2 separate regions of the Mus musculus genome follow, and region 2 is linked to region 1. Evidence: chromatin contacts called from public HiChIP or PLAC-seq data. All regions are on one chromosome and are shown on one strand. Each heading gives the region's core, a stretch centred on a gene start, on an enhancer-like site or on the middle of the called end of the contact. The rest is flanking DNA. Distances are from core to core; before and after follow the strand shown.

Evidence for each region. HiChIP or PLAC-seq counts read pairs in DNA pulled down with a chosen protein or histone mark.
Region 2: an H3K27ac HiChIP or PLAC-seq map of extraembryonic endoderm stem cells shows a contact between it and region 1. The contact joins two enhancer-like sites. A contact is called at or near these places in 3 of 115 datasets of contacts at active chromatin or transcription factors (extraembryonic endoderm stem cells, pancreatic cancer cells and trophoblast stem cells).

Annotation. Positions count from the first base shown.
Region 1 is chr1:164,528,228-164,535,959 of GRCm38.p6, forward strand. No RefSeq gene overlaps it. Among named protein-coding and RNA genes, the nearest start is that of Gm26685, 29 kb to the left of the region's middle. Within about 2 kb of position 4,519, at least 12 of the 459 cell types and tissues checked have an H3K27ac peak or open chromatin away from gene starts, as enhancers often do. A contact at or near this core is called in extraembryonic endoderm stem cells, where this site is marked.
Region 2 is chr1:164,991,595-164,999,326 of GRCm38.p6, forward strand. It overlaps Gm51669 (a long non-coding RNA gene), which reads right to left. Exons shown (of 8, transcript XR_003948128.1): 8 at 5,856-5,895. Among named protein-coding and RNA genes, the nearest start is that of 1700029M03Rik, 35 kb to the left of the region's middle. Within about 2 kb of position 2,742, at least 54 of the 459 cell types and tissues checked have an H3K27ac peak or open chromatin away from gene starts, as enhancers often do. A contact at or near this core is called in extraembryonic endoderm stem cells, where this site is marked.

The sequences.
Region 1 (7,732 bases), core at 3,269-5,768:
TTCTTCTCTTCCATGGCTAAACTTTTTAAACCTTTGCCTAAGGGAAGCCCACAGAACATTAGCTCCGTGCCATTGGCCCAGCACACCCAATGGCATTGTGTTTGTATGTTCTCTTCCCAAGCTCATCTCCGATTTATATGACCCGTTGATTAGCTAAGGCTATTTTCCTGTTTGCAGGACATGTGTGCCAAGATGTGTCTGGAGTCCAGCGTTGTGGTCTCTGCTTATTCAACATGTTATTTAATACTTCTCTGAGGCCTTGGGGAGTTACCTCATCATGCCAGGCCTTTTCAAAAGAGGGCAATAAAGGTCTTGCTTGGCCAGGCAGAGAGGAATGGCCCTCTCAGGTGCAGGGGATCCTGATGATAACTAATCCAGTATCTTCTGCTTTTCTTTGTAGCTAATGTTTTCTTCAATTATTTTATGTGCTTTGTAATCCAACCCCATGGAAAAGCTGCATTTGCCCATTCTGCTCGCTGTTTATCTAGAGCAGCAGTTCTCAGCCTTCCTAACACTGTGACCCTGTATACAGTTCCTAACACTGTGACCCTTTAATACAGTTTCCAATGCTGTGACCCTTTAAAACAGTTTCTAAAACTATGACTCTTTAATATAGTTCCCAACATTGTGACCCTTTAACATAGTTCCCAACACTGTGATCCTGTAATACAGTTCCTATCACTGTGACCCTTTAATACAGTTCTAAAACTGTGACATTTTCATATAGTTCCTAACACTGTTACCTTTTAATACAGTTCCTAACACTTTTAATACAGTTCCTCACACTGTGGTGAACCCCGACCATAAAATTATTTTTGTTGCTACTTCATATCTGTAATTGTGCTACTATTATGAATTGAAATGTAAGTACCTGCATTTTTTTGATGGTTTTAGTGACCCCTGTGAAAGGGTCATTTGCCCCACAAAGGGTCATGACTAGCAGGTTGGTACCACTACCTAGAGTCACCAGCTTCCAGTGCTTTCCACACTAGCCTTTCCATTTTCCTCTCACACTTGCCTGCTCACACTATTTCCTGATGTACCACCACTGAAAAGTTCGTTCACACAGAATTCTATTACCGTTATCTGGAATATCTTAGTACGTGTCTATGAAGAACAAGGGCAATCTCCGACGTAAAGAAAACACACATGGCAGATTCAGAAAGTTCCCCAAGGAAAACACAGTATTTGCCCTGATATGTAGGGCAAATTCAAGTGTCTTTGACTGCTTTCACAAATTGCTTATGTGTGTGCAGTGTAGGATGTGTGTTTATGGGTGTGTGTGTATGCGTGCACATTTGTGTGGCTAAGTGTCATTGTGCACAAGTCCTTGCACAGGTGCAGTTATGTATGAGATGGGATCCCTTGCTGTTCACTGGCTCAAGAACTTGCAAAGATTCTCCCGACTCTGGCTCTCATTTCACCATAGGAGCGCTGGGATTGCAGACAAGCAGGACAGCATCCAGCTCGACATTCTAGAGACATGAACTCAAGTCCTCACACTTGAGAGGGAAGCTTACCTAACGAGCCATCTCCCTAAGCCCCTGCTCCAATAATTTTAAAAACTTTTTTATTTGATATTTTCTTCATTTACATTTCAAATGCTATCCCCAAAGCCCCTTATACTGAGAGTCCCCTATACCCTCCTCTCATCCTGCTCCCCAACCCTCCCACTTCTGCTTCCTGGCCCTGGCATTCCCTTGTACTGGGGCATATGATCTTCGCAATACCAAGGGCCTCTCCTCCCATTGATGGCTGACTAGGCCATCCTCTGCTACATATGCAACTAGAGACACAGCTTTGGGGGGTACTGGTTAGTTCATATTGTTGTTCCTCCTATAGAGTTGCAGACCCCTTTAGCTCCTTGGGTACTTTCTCTAGCTCCTTCATTAGGGGCCCTGTGTTCCATCCTATAGATGACTGTGAGCATCTGCTTCTGTATTTGCTAGGCACTGGCATAGCCTCACAAGAGACAGCTATATCAGGGTTCTGCCAGCAAAATCTTTCTGCCAAAAAATGTTTTTAAAAACCTTCCTTTGTCAATTTGACAAAAACTAGAGTCACTTGAGAAGAGGGAAGAGAATTGAGGAATTGCCTCCTCTGGGCATGTTTTTGTGGGGTATTTTCTTGAATTATGGTTGATATGGGAGGGCTAGCCCACTGTGGGTGATACCTCCCTCGAGTCTCAAGTAAGGTGAGCGAGCCATGGAAAGTAAGCCAGGAAGCAACACTCCTCTCCAGTCTACTTCAGTTCCTGCCTGGAGGCTCCTTCCCTGACTTGACTTCCCTCAATCATGGACTGTGACTCTTTAGTGGAAATAAACCCTCTCCACCCCGCCTTAGTTGATTTAGGTTGGTGTTTTATCACGCACCAGAAAAACAACCTAAAACAATGAAGGGTCTTTCCCGAGATCCACTTACAAAACTCTATCCTAATCTTAAAGTTCGGAAGACCCCCATGCCAAGCTGCTTCTTCAATAGGGATCCGTCTAGGCATTTCTTCATGATCTGGACCTGATTAATAATTTTGGGAGGAAGGCTGCACATGTGACTTTGGGTGCTCCCCAGTGTATACCCATCGGGGGCACAGTTGGCACCACACACGTTTCTCCATTTCACTTTCCCCCCTCCTTCCTGCTGTCAGTGAAGAAGCAGTTTGTGGGGCGACAGCTCGTGGCTTTCCACTGCCGCTAGTTCCTTGTATGCTGGACTGTGCCATTTGAAATTACCTATCCTTAAATATTTCAGTTATGAAATTTCATTTTCTGGGTCAGAGAGGTAGCTTAGTTGGTAGAGTGCCTGATATGCAAAAGGCCCTGAATTTGACATCTAGCATTTGAGAGAGAGAGAGAGAGAGAGAGGGAGAGAGAGAGAGAGAGAGAGAGAGAGAGATATGAACATACTGCCATGCTCCTGTAATCTAATCACTTGGGCAATGTAGGTAGGAGGATCAGAAGTAGCAAGTTGGAAGCCAGCCTATGCACCTCTCTCTCTCTCTCTCCTTCCTCCCCCTCCTCCCCCCTCCTGTCTATCTGTCTCTCAATTTGACAGCCCCAATATTTGCAATTGTTAGTTGTCTAAATATGTTGTCACTAGCAACCGCCCTCTTGTTTGCTTGACCATCTTCCTGAGTTCCCAACTTGAGTTTAATGATCTTGGAGCCCCGTGGTTCAGCCTTAGTGAACCTTTTTTTCTAAAGACAGTTCGCCTTTGAGTTTTTCAAACAGAGGGAAGGGTCCAGCCTTCGGTGATAGCTTTTGACTTAGAGCAAGAATAGGTTTAGCGGGCTGGAGAGATGGCTCAGTGGGTAAGAGAACTGACTGCTCTTCCGAAGGTCCTGAGTTCAAATCCCAGCAACCACATGGTGGCTCACAACCATCCGTGATGAGATCTGATGCCCTCTTCTGGTGTGTCTAAAGACAACTACAGTGTACTTACATATAATAAATAAATAAATTAAAAAAAAAAAGAATAGGTTTAGCACCCTCACCCCACTATTTTCTAAGATGCCCCAGAAAAGCTGGTAACATCTGATCTCTTTTGTTTGGCAATAGGGCTTCTAAAGATGTATGAAGTCAGTGGCTATGGTTAATTACAGGGTTTATGAGGCTGAGGAAGGAGTGTCATGAGGTCACAGTCACCCTGAAGACTCTGTGGGAAGACTCTTTCTCAAGAGAAAAGAAAAAGAAAGAGCTAGGGCGGGGTGCTGTAAGATGGCTCAGCAGGTGCAGGCACTTCCCACTAAGCCTGATGACTTTGTGTAGCCCTAGGCCCTGCATGGCAGGAGAGAAAAGATCCTCATTAGCTGTCCTCTGACACAAGTGCACCCACCTCAAACAAACAAATAAGTGTAGTTAAAAGAAAAAAAAAGCAAAAAGAGCAATAAAGATATTATTGCCTCATGAAATATCACAGGGACCCCAAAGCTGAGAAAGCAAAGCCAGTCACAAGGAAATTCGTGGTCTGGTTTTTAAAAGTCTCACCGAATAAATTATAAATGGATAACCCCAAGTGTTCACAAAGCTTTCAAAGGGATTGTATCAGCTTACACCAAAAGGCTCACAACCAGCACAAATGAAATGGGACATTTGGATTCCTCGATACATGTAATGAGCTGGCTGAAAAAATTACTCTGTGGCAGAGCCAAGTACTCTGTGGGCAGTGCCAAGAGGTTCAGAACGAGCAGCAGACCCAAGAGCCTTAGTGAACACCGGGCAGGCAGTTTGTGCCCCTCTGGGTTTCAGAAAGATGTCTGGACCTGTGACTGCTATGCACCTCATGCGTCCTTCCTTTATGAACAGGAGTGTCTGTCATAGTTATGTTGAACTATTATATCACTGGGGGTTGGGGGTGGAAGGTAGGAGGTGGGGATGGGGGTGAGGGTGTGTTCAGTAACTTTAGCTTACTCTTTATAGTGGAGGAATGGTACTCAAATTGCTATATTTGAAGTGCTTGGTTTAAACAATGGCCTAATGTCGTGATAGAGTGAGATTTGGTGGTCCTAGAGGCAAGTATTTATCAAGGAAGAGGGGTAAATTGTTGACTAAACAATGGTAGTTTCCAGATATAGCCCCAACAATACCTTTTGTTTTTGCAATGTGATCTTGACTCATTGAGGGGCGGAGACTATAACCCTTTCTTTGAAACTGAGCACATGTGGAACTAGAGCAGAAACAAAACTCTGTTGAAAACTAGGGTACCATCCTACCTAGCTCCCTTGAGATGCTTGTTCTTAATACTTAGGGCTTTCTCCTTGTGGAGAGGCAAGAGGAGAGGTGACATGAGAGTTCCATGGACTGCCATAGCCGAGGTCCTTCTAGCCAACAGTCCCTGCGGACTGCCACTTTGACTGATCCTTTATAAAATCCCATTTGCTTACCATCAGATAATCCCCAGGGATCAAGTCACTCCACCTGGTAGTTCATAGTTTAGTATAGAGACAAGCTGTCCATTTCTGAATTTATAATTCACACATGACTATGTAGGCCTGGAAAAGTGTTGTTTTTTTGGGGGGGGGGAGGATGTTGTGTTAGACCTAGTGGGGAAACCCCCACCCAATTCCCAATTCGGCGTGCACCCAAAAAAATCACGAAGGACCATCTCTTGATGTAACTACATGAGGACGTTTAATGACGGAGCTCCGGACCGACATGCATCCCACACAGGAGATAATGCATGTCGGCCCCGAGGCTTGAAAGCTAGGGGGTTTTATGGGGTAAGGGGCTTAGGGGTGTGGAATTCAGCATAGCGACACACTATTGGTTTATTCAAACATTAACAGAAAGATTACAGGGCATCAGGACTTTGTTCCTGTGGGCTGGGGGCTTATCTTTGTTCACATAGCAACCAGTTGATGTATGACTTTACCCGGCATCAAGGGGCAGTAGACAGAGGGGAGGTTCCGGCCAGGTGGTGTTGACCCAGACAAGATAGCCCTGCTTGTACAATCAAGCCATTCTTAGGAATGTCTTAACAACAGCCCTGTCTGTTCTGCTTTGTTCTCGGCCCCAGGCCGGAGGCTCATAGACAACTCTTTTACATGAATCACAAGATACAAAATCTCATTTTCTTTCAGTTGCAGACCTCTGAGAGAATCTGTCTCCACTGAACCATACTCAGTGGGTAAATACTGACCAACTGGGGTGCTAACAGGAGGCAAGTGTAAAAGATGTGAAGAACACACAATAATAACATTTCTACCTTTACCTGTGAACAACAGGCTGCTTTTCTTTATGTTCTCCATTTCAAGTTCTTTAGAAAGAAAATAAGTTTTCTAGGCAATTACCATTGTATCTTGCAGAGAGAGGGTTTTTGTTTTGTTTTGTTTTTCCATAAAGCCATGTGACAGATTACTAGCTATCCCCAGGACCTGGGAGGTGAAAAGAGATCAAGAGTTCAAAGTCACCTTATCTTATCTCGGCTCCACTGGAAGTTTGAGGTTAGCCTGAACTATATGAGTCTCTGTTTTTAAAAACCTTTCTATTGTGGCTGGAGAGATGCTCAGTGGTTAAGAGCACTTGTTCTCACTATTGTTGCAGAGTACCTGGGTATGGACTGTCTGCTGTCTTAAGGTTTTATTGCTGTGAAGAGACAACTTGACCATGGCAACTCCTATAAAGGAAAAAATGTTTAGCTGGGGCCAGCTGACAGGTTCAGAGGTCCGTTATAGTCATGGCAGGAAAGATGGTGGCATGCAAGCACACATGGTGCTGGAGAAGGGGCTGAGAGGTCCAGGCATAGCTTGAGCATAGAAGACCTCAGGGCCACCTCCACAGTGACACACTTCCTCCTACCAGGCCATACCTTCTAATTGTGCCACTCCTCATGGCCAAGTAGTCAAACACATGAGTATATGGGGGCCATATCTATGCAAACCACCACAGCCACCTTTGGGGCATGTATCTACCTATACTATGGTTTAGGAAACAGGAATTTTCTAAGTTCAATCCCTAACTCCTACTTCTTTATGATACAGCATGTATCTGGAGATAGAGCCTTTACAGAGGTGATTAAGTTAAAAATGAGGAAATTCCTGTGAACTCTAATCTGTTCTGATTGGTTTCCTTATAAGAAGAGGAAAAATGGATGGAGAACGTGACTCTCTGCAGGCCGCTCAGAGAGGCCTCCAAGAAAACCCAGCATGCTGTTAGTTTGATCTTGGATGTCAAACCTACAGTACAGTAAGAAATCAATTTCTGATATTTAACCCAACCAGCCTGTGATATTTTGTAATGCCATCCCTGGGTGAATGAATGTAAAAACACAGTGTGCTATTCATTTGAGGTTGTGCTCAGTTTACCTTCTCTTGGAAAGGGTCCTTTGGATGAACTAGGAAGACCCAGGCATCATCTTCAAATGTTTACATTTTTCAGAGGCAAAAAAGACTGACAGGTTCACACCTGTCACAGGTGACCAGGTAGAAATTAGGCAGCACACTTCACAAGACAGAAAATGATATAACTCAGTGTTTACTCTGTGAGGATCTGGAGGAGAGGGAGCACGAGTGTGGAAGAGGGAGCACGAGGGTGGGAGAGGGAGCACGAATATGGAAGAAGGAGCATGAGTGTGGAAGAGGGAGCACGAGGGTGGGAGAGGGAGCACAAGGGTGGGAGAGGGAGCACGAGTGTGGAAGAGGGAGCACGAGGGTGGGAGAGGGAGCACGAGTATGGAAGAAGGAGCACGAATGTGGAAGAGGGAGCACGAGGGTGGGAGAGGGAGCACGAGTGTGGGAGAGGGAGCACGAGTGTGGAAGAGGGAGCACGAGTGTGGGAGAGGGAGCACGAGGGTGGGAGAGGGAGCACGAGTGTGGGAGAGGGAGCACGAGTGTGGAAGAGGGAGCACGAGTGTGGAAGAGGGAGCACGAGGGTGGGAGAGGGAGCACGAGTATGGAAGAAGGAGCATGAGTGTGGAAGAGGGAGCACGAGGGTGGGAGAGGGAGCACAAGGGTGGGAGAGGGAGCACGAGTATGGAAGAAGGAGCACGAATGTGGAAGAGGGAGCACGAGTGTGGAAGAGGGAGCACGAGTGTGGAAGAGGGAGCACGAGTGTGGGAGAGGGAGCACGAGTGTGGGAGAGGGAGCACGAGGGTGGAAGAGGGAGCACGAGGGTGGGAGAGGGAGCACGAGTATGGAAGAAGGAGCACGAATGTGGAAGAGGGAGCACGAGTGTGGAAGAGGGAGCACGAGTGTGGAAGAGGGAGCACGAGGGTGGGAGAGGGAGCACGAGTATGGAAG
Region 2 (7,732 bases), core at 1,492-3,991, 460 kb after region 1:
AAATCAAATAACCCCATTAAAAATGGGGCTCAGAGCTAAACAAAGAATTCTCACCTGAGGAATACTGAATGGCAGAGAAGCACCTCCCAAGTGCTGAGATTAAAGGTGTGTGCCACCACGCCTGGCTAAAAGAAGATTTAAAAAAAAAAATCTGAAAACTGAGAAAGAAGGGAATAGGAAGGTTTGGGGCTGGAGAGATGATCAGTCAGTGATGTACTGGCCATGCAAGCATGAGAACCACAGTTGGAGCCTCATCACCCAAAATGTCCTGGATGGTTTTTATTGTCAACTTGATGCAATTTAGAGTCATCTGGAAAGAATAATTTTGTTGAATAATTGTCTCAATCAAACTGACCTGTAGGGGTGTTTATGAGGTGTTTTCTCAATTGCTAATAGTTATAGCACATATATATGCACAGCCCACCATGGGTGGTATCAAACCCTAGGCAGGCGATGCTAGGCTGTATAAGAAAGGTACCTGAGCATAAGACTAAGCAGTGCTTTTCCATGGTTCCTGCTTCAGGTCTATGACCTGGATGTAGAAGCCAAAATAAAAACTTTTCTGTCCTAAATTCCTTTTGGTCAGGTTTTTGTCACAGCAACAGAAAGGAAACTGGAATAGTATTTTTAAAAAATGAACAAACAAACAAACAAAACCAGGATGTGGTAGCATGCACCATTAATCCCAACACTGGGAAGGCAGAGGCAGGAAGATCACCAGGGCTGATTGACTCATCAGGCTAACTGAGTCAGAGATATTGAGGAAAACACTCAACATCACCTCTGGCCTCCACACATTCAAGTACACACATGCGCATACACACTGAACATGTACACACACATACACACTAAGAAAGAAAGAGGTAAAAGGAACCTCACTAGAAAACTCATTCACATCTTTAAGCCATGTCTAGAGTCCTGAACTTTACCTATATGGATGTCACTACAGGAAGCAAGCCAGTTTCCTTGAAATGACTGGAAGCTTCTCTATGGATGATAGGCAAGTAGTCAGACACACAGACGGGCAGACAAGATGGTGAAATCTAGGTAAAAAGACTTCTAAAAAATGTTCTGATCATGAGTAGAGATTCTCCTACCTACAAAAAGGCCACTGAAGTTGGACACTTATGCCTCCATTGTTCTGCTCTTCCCCAGAGTTCAACTAATGAGGCATCATCACCTTGAAGCTCACATTCAATGTCCGCAAAGCTTGAGTACCTATCATAGAATGGGCATCCCAATCACAAGGCTGCCAATTTCATACTCAGCATCCCTGGGCTCCTCCCCCAGGAAGAGGAACCCTCGATAGCCATGGAGAACAGTAGTCATGGTCATAGAGTCACATGCAGCTACTGAGAGACAGTTGACAGTTAACAATGACAGTGATGACAGGAAGTTACTCTTACTGTTGGGGATCCATCCTGGGGCATTGGAAAGAAATAGAAATGAGAGGTCAGAGGTCAGGATTGGGGCTCTGCAGCATCACTATACGCCCATGTGACTTATACAAGTCAATTAGCCACCCTAAGTATCACCTACAAAATGAGGATAAAACTCTTATTTCCCACTGTTGTTTAAAATTTACCTGATCTTAACTCACTGGTTTCTGGGAAAGAGCCTTATAAACTCTTAGACTTGCCTTAAGGTCAAGTTTTCCCAGTAGGCCCCTGAACCACACCCAAGCCCTTGCTGAAAAGATGACTCAAGAAGGGGGTGTTGGCACCAGGGAGGCCAGCCATGTGATTAACTTTGAACTACTGTTATCATTTTGAACTTATGACCTCTAGAATAAAATTCAGCTATGCAGCCAATGAGTCAATGAGCTGTGCTGATCTAGTGAAACCTTAGTAAAAATCTGTACTGGCTGGGTTTGTGTGCCAAGTTGACACAAGCTGGAGTTATCACAGAGGAAGGAGCCTCCCTTGAGGAAATGCCTCCATGAGATCCAGCTGTAAGGCATTTTCTCAATTAGTGATAAAGGGTGGAAGGGTCCATTGTGGGTGGTGCCATCCCTGGGCTGTTAGTCCTGGGTTCTATAAGAAAGCAAGCTGAGCAAGCCAGGGGAAGCAAGCCAGTAACCACATTCCCCCATGGCCTATGCATCAGCTCCTGCCTCCAGGATCCTGCCCTGCATGAGTTCCTGTCCTGTTCCTGTCCTGAATTCCAATGTGGAAGTGTAAGCTGAATAAACCCTTTCCTCCCCAACTTGCTTCTTGGTCATGATGTTTGTGCAGGAATACAAACCTTAAGACATCACTTTCTAGATGCTTTCATCTCTAAGTCCTATAGATGGATTAATTCCCCAGATTGGTAATTCTATTAGTACCCAGGCAGTGTACATGAAATGAAAGGGTTCATAACACCCTGTAGGCAAAATCGGACTGGTGAGCAACTTAGAGTGATCCAATGTATAATCTAATGTGTGCATTGTGTGTGAGCCTTCTAGGTCTTGTTGAAAAGATTGCAATCACTGCTCGGCTCCCTCATTTTAGAGATGCAAAGACCTAGAGTGATGTACCTAATCTCAGGGAAACAGTGTGGGTCAGTGTGAGGGGCAGCACACTACAAAGCTCTAACTCTAACTCAGCCCTTCCCATGGATGCTTTCTCTCACTTCAAGCAACAATTTTGAATTCAAGTGAATAAGGGGTTAAAGGCCTGCCTTTCGGGCTGAACGGAATGTGCCGACTTCTCCTGAAACAACAATACATAGGACAACAGCACAAGATGATAAAGGAGAGGGTGGGGCTGGAGTGCATTGTTCTTGGAGAGAGAACCCGTGGAAAGCCGGCTCACCAGAACTCAGCCCACCATACTGGCCCCACTGCCGCCAGCCAGCAGCAGAGTTGAATGATGTCTGCAAAGAGATCCAATGTCTGCTCAGTGTCAGCTAAAAATAGCAACAGGACTGTCACACACACACACACACACACACAAACACACACACACACACTGAGCCACAGCCCCCTGAAACAGCTAGATTGTGTGACAGGTGAAGTCAAACACTGCATTCCTCTGTGGCCAAGGAGAAGCTGAGCCTGTACAGTTAGCTAAATATCCACATCACCCAAACTTTCTCTCTCTCCCTCCCCCTCCCCCTCTCCCTCTCCTCTCCTCTCCTCTCTCCCTGTTTGTCCCTGGCTGGCTGTTTATCTGCTTCTGTGCCTCTCTCTGTCTCTCTGTCTCTCTCTCTCTGTCTCTCTGTCTGTGTGTGTGTGTGTGTGTGTGTGTGTTTCCCCCCCTCTCTCCCTCCTTCCCTCTTTTCCTCACTCCTCCTTTCCCTTCCCCTCTCTGTCTTCCTCTCCCTCCTCCTCTCCCCCTCCATCTCTGCTGTGCTGAACCTCAAACCCAAGCCAGGCAGCTCTTTGCTATGAACTAAAACCCCAGCCCTTCCTTCCATTACCTCTAGGCTGCACCTCTACTGCACTTTCCCCTACATTTTCTTGGTTTTTCAACAACACCTAAATTCATTAATCCTGTAGCACTGGAAACTCTGGAAGACCCTTTGACTTGAAGAGGACACCTAGGGAGCAAGGAGCCAGGAGTTTACCTTCCTTCCTCCTTCACCAACACAAGAGACTCCTCAGGCAAAAAGGCAAACCCACTCTGGTCGCAGTGAGATATTGACCTGGTAATGGCTGGGTTTTATTATCTATTAGCATCACATGACTCTTAAGGTCCCTAAATAACAGGTCAGTGCGTAATTTCATGAAAATAAGGGAAAGGATCCACTCTTACAACCGTGTTCAGTGCAGCCTCAGGACAGAGTCACTAAGTGGCCCACCCTGATTTGGGAGAAGCAGTTTACTGGCCTGTGGTGAATGCTACAAGCCAGTAGGGCCTGGGAAGCCTTCTTCTAAAGGATTTCAGATTCACAACCTTGCACTCGGTTTAAAGGAGCCTCCCACATTCCCCTCTAAACCACAGCCTGTTTTGTAGCTTATTTTTCTTACATATCTCTAAACCTATATGGACAGACCATCCAATCTACAGGGATGCTTCAGTTAATAACAGGAATAAAAGATATAACATGGGATACTATGTTAGGTAAACTAGCTTGTAAGTAAATAGAAGAAACACAATAAAATTAATAATAAAAATAAACGCATAATCCAAAATCCGGTATCTCATACACAATAATGGCCTGAACTATATCCATCTGGCTGCCAGAGCAGCATCAGTACAGATGTTTGAGTGACGAGTTTCAAGGCACCACTCGGTGACAAAACTCTCATCTATATAGAGCATATAGACACATAGAGCATCATTCTATGTGTCACATGATCGGCCAATTGTTATTGTGTGGCATGTTGCCAGGGTTACAGCCGACCAGTGCAGATTAAGAATGTCCCTTTAAGAGTTCTTTGTCTCCTAGTGAGACTCTCAGGGAGAAAACTACATTTTCATATGTGCATGGTTATCAGTTGGAGGCAGCTTCTGGGTTAGAGATGGGCGCATGTGTCTACTGTTTCTTTCAGTTCTAGAACCTCATCTGGTGTAGACCAGTGCTATAGACCCATGCAGGCTCTGTATGTGCTCCCTCAGCTCTGCAGCCCTGATGTGTCTAGAAGACCTTGTTTCTTTGGTGTCCTGAATCCCCTCTGGCTCTTACACTCTTTCTGTCTCTTCTTCCACAGAGTTCCCTGAGTCCTAAGGGGAGGGATTTGATGGAGACATACCATTTAGGGCTGAGTATTCCAATGCCTCTCACCCTCTGAATATTGTGTGTCTGTGGGTCACTGAAGGTTCCCATATGATATGAGAGGAAGCAAGGCACTGACGTATGAGTATAGCAGGATGTCATTAGGAGTCATTGTATTGCTACATTCCTTTAGTAGAACAGTGATATTTTGTTTTCCCATAAGCCCCCGGGGTATCTAATCTCAGGTTCTTAGTCACCAAAGCAGTGTCAGGTACAGGTTCCATCTCATGGAGTGGGCGTTCAGTCACATCAGTTATTGGTTGGTTACTCCCATGAGGTTTGTGCCACCATTGCATTGGCATACCTTGCAGGCAGGACACCACCGAAGATCTAAGGGTTCACAGATGGGTTGGTGTTTACCTTTCTCCTTTGATGGTATACGAGTACCTTCTGGTACTGACACTAGTAAACAGTAATCATGGTTCATTAGCCAAGACAGGTGAAAGCTCTGCTCCTGAGGGTCCACATGCCCGGCAGTGGATGCCCAACAGAAAATTAACTCAAAGGCTTCTTTGGAGGTTCCTTGTCTCCTAATAATCAGGGCTTCTCTCTCTCTCTCTCTCTCTCTCTCTCTCTCTCTCTCTCCCCCTCCTCTCCCCTCTCCCCCCTCTCCCCTCTCCCCCCCTCCCCTCTCCCCTCCTCTCCCCTCCTCCCCTCCTCTCCCCTCTCTCCCCATCCCCCCTGTCCCCCCTCTCCCCTCTCCCCTCTCCCCTCTCCCCTCTCCCCTCTCTCCTCTCCCCTCTCCCCTCTCCCCTCTCCCCTCTCCCCTCTCCCCTCTCCCTCTCTCTTTCTCAACCCTACGGGTCCTTTGAATATATGCGATGGCTTCTAGTTTTCTGTTTTCGTGGGATTCCTGAAAGTGTAAATGAGTGAGTCTCTGTCTACATCTATTTCTTGTACCTCTCTTGGGCTATTTTCCTTCTGTTTGTTTGTATTTGACCTATTGCAATGTGTTTGCTTTTACTTTATCTTATTTCATTTTATTTTCTTATTATCCCTTAGAAACCTATTTGCTTTCTAATGAGATACAGAAAAGGGGTAGATCAGATGGGAGGAGATGTGGGAAGGAACTTGGGAAGTAGAAGAAGAGGAAATTATTATCAGGATATACTATATTAAAAAAAAAAAAACATACCAAAGAAAACCAAAAGAATGTCTTCTTAGTCCTGCTTGTAGAGAATTTCCCATTGGTTCCTAAAAGATAAACAAGAAGTTGTAATGAGTCTTTTCTCAAGGTTCTCCTATCAGAATTATTTCTATTTATTTTATTTTATCTAATAAAAAGAAGGTAGTCCCTGGGCTTGTACAACATACTACATCCATTTGTGTGCTCAGGAAACATTTATTGTGTCATCTATTGTTTCAGCCACCGGGGATCAAACAGTGAAATCAAGCCCTTCCTGCCCTCAAGCCTGGACCTAGAAGAGAAAATCAGTAAAGAGCTCTAGGGAGCACAAGCAGAGAGACATCCACTGTCAAGCAGCAGTGAGTTCCGTGGAGAAAGCAAATTAACAGAGACAGTGAGGAATGCGTGCTGGTGTTGTCTGGCTTGGGTCCATTGCAGCCTCGCCTAAGGGATGAACTGAGTTATAATCAAATAAAGCAAGAGCACAGCTAGGGCTCTGCCTGTCTACAGCGCCACATCTTCAAATAGACAACAGACATTATGAAAGGAGACACAAGTTTTTCACTGCACTGGGATGAACCTACAAGGCAGCCTATGAGGATCCAATGGATACTTATCTGCAAGGAAATACTGTGTCCAACACCTACTATGTAACTCTTCGTTATTGTCCTTAGTAAATAGCTCTAATCTCTTCAACAGCATGTTCCTCCAGGGAAACAAACACAGCGAAGATAAAAATGCCAAGATGCTCTTTCCATAGTAGCTCTCTGCAAACCTCCACAAAGTTAATTGGAAATATACGGTGCAGACAGCCTACCTAACCGGGGAGGAGAGATCCATGTCAGAAAACATTGGGATTTTATTTTTATATACATCTATCTGGGAGAAACCACTATATCATGCCATCTATTAAAAATCCAAACTATTTACATTGAGACACAGACCCAGGGTCTGGCAAGAGAATATAGCAGGTAAGAGCACTTGCTGCCAAACTGACAACCTGAGTCAGATCCCCAGAATCAACACAGCAGAAAGAAAAAACTCCTCAGAGTCATCTTTTGACCTCAACATGTATGATAAGGCACATTTTACACACACACACACACACACACACATGCACACATGTGCATGCACATGTAAATAAATAAATGAATAAATAAATGTTTAAGTTTAAAGAAATATATAAATAGGTAAAAAAGCAACTTGCTCAAGTTTCTTGCTGTTGTGGGCAGAAACAGTCACTTGGGGTGTGGTGCCTCCATGAACAGCCTACTATTGCTCTAACAGAAAGTCTTTCTCAAAGAAAATGTTGCTTTTTTTATCAAAGTAACCAAAAAGAGTCTGTTCTAGATTTAGTTCTGAGCACATCATAAGCTCAGGGAATTGTAGACAGAAATCCGCTGCTGTGGAAAATGCTTTCTGGCCAGCATAGTCTTTCTCTCCAGTGTCCTGCTCAGAGGCCTGCAAAGCTGCTCACATTTTCCAGAGCAGAAGTCGAATTCCTCTGTGGACAGCCCTACTACTTTCAAATTTGGGGAGCTGAGGCAATTTTCTTAATTGAATGCAAAGTCATGCGCTCTGTGAGTCTGGGTTCTTCTATAATAGGTTTGTAGTAGGAAGAGAAGGATTTATAGCCAGTACATGACCAGTAAAATTATGACGGGAACTGGATCTACTGGAAATGCTTTACAAGTGCTCTTTTTGGACCGTGGTCACTCTGTGCTTCTGAAAACGGCCTTCTTCAGAGATATGAAAAAACTGCAAGTCACACTTCAGCAGTGATGCCTAAGCCAAAGCACAAAACCTGAACTGTTTTGTTTTTTTTTTAAAGAAGACACAGCAGGTATAATACATATAGACTTCTAAAGGCAATTTCCATGCTGGCTTCCTTCCCTTTTCAAGTAA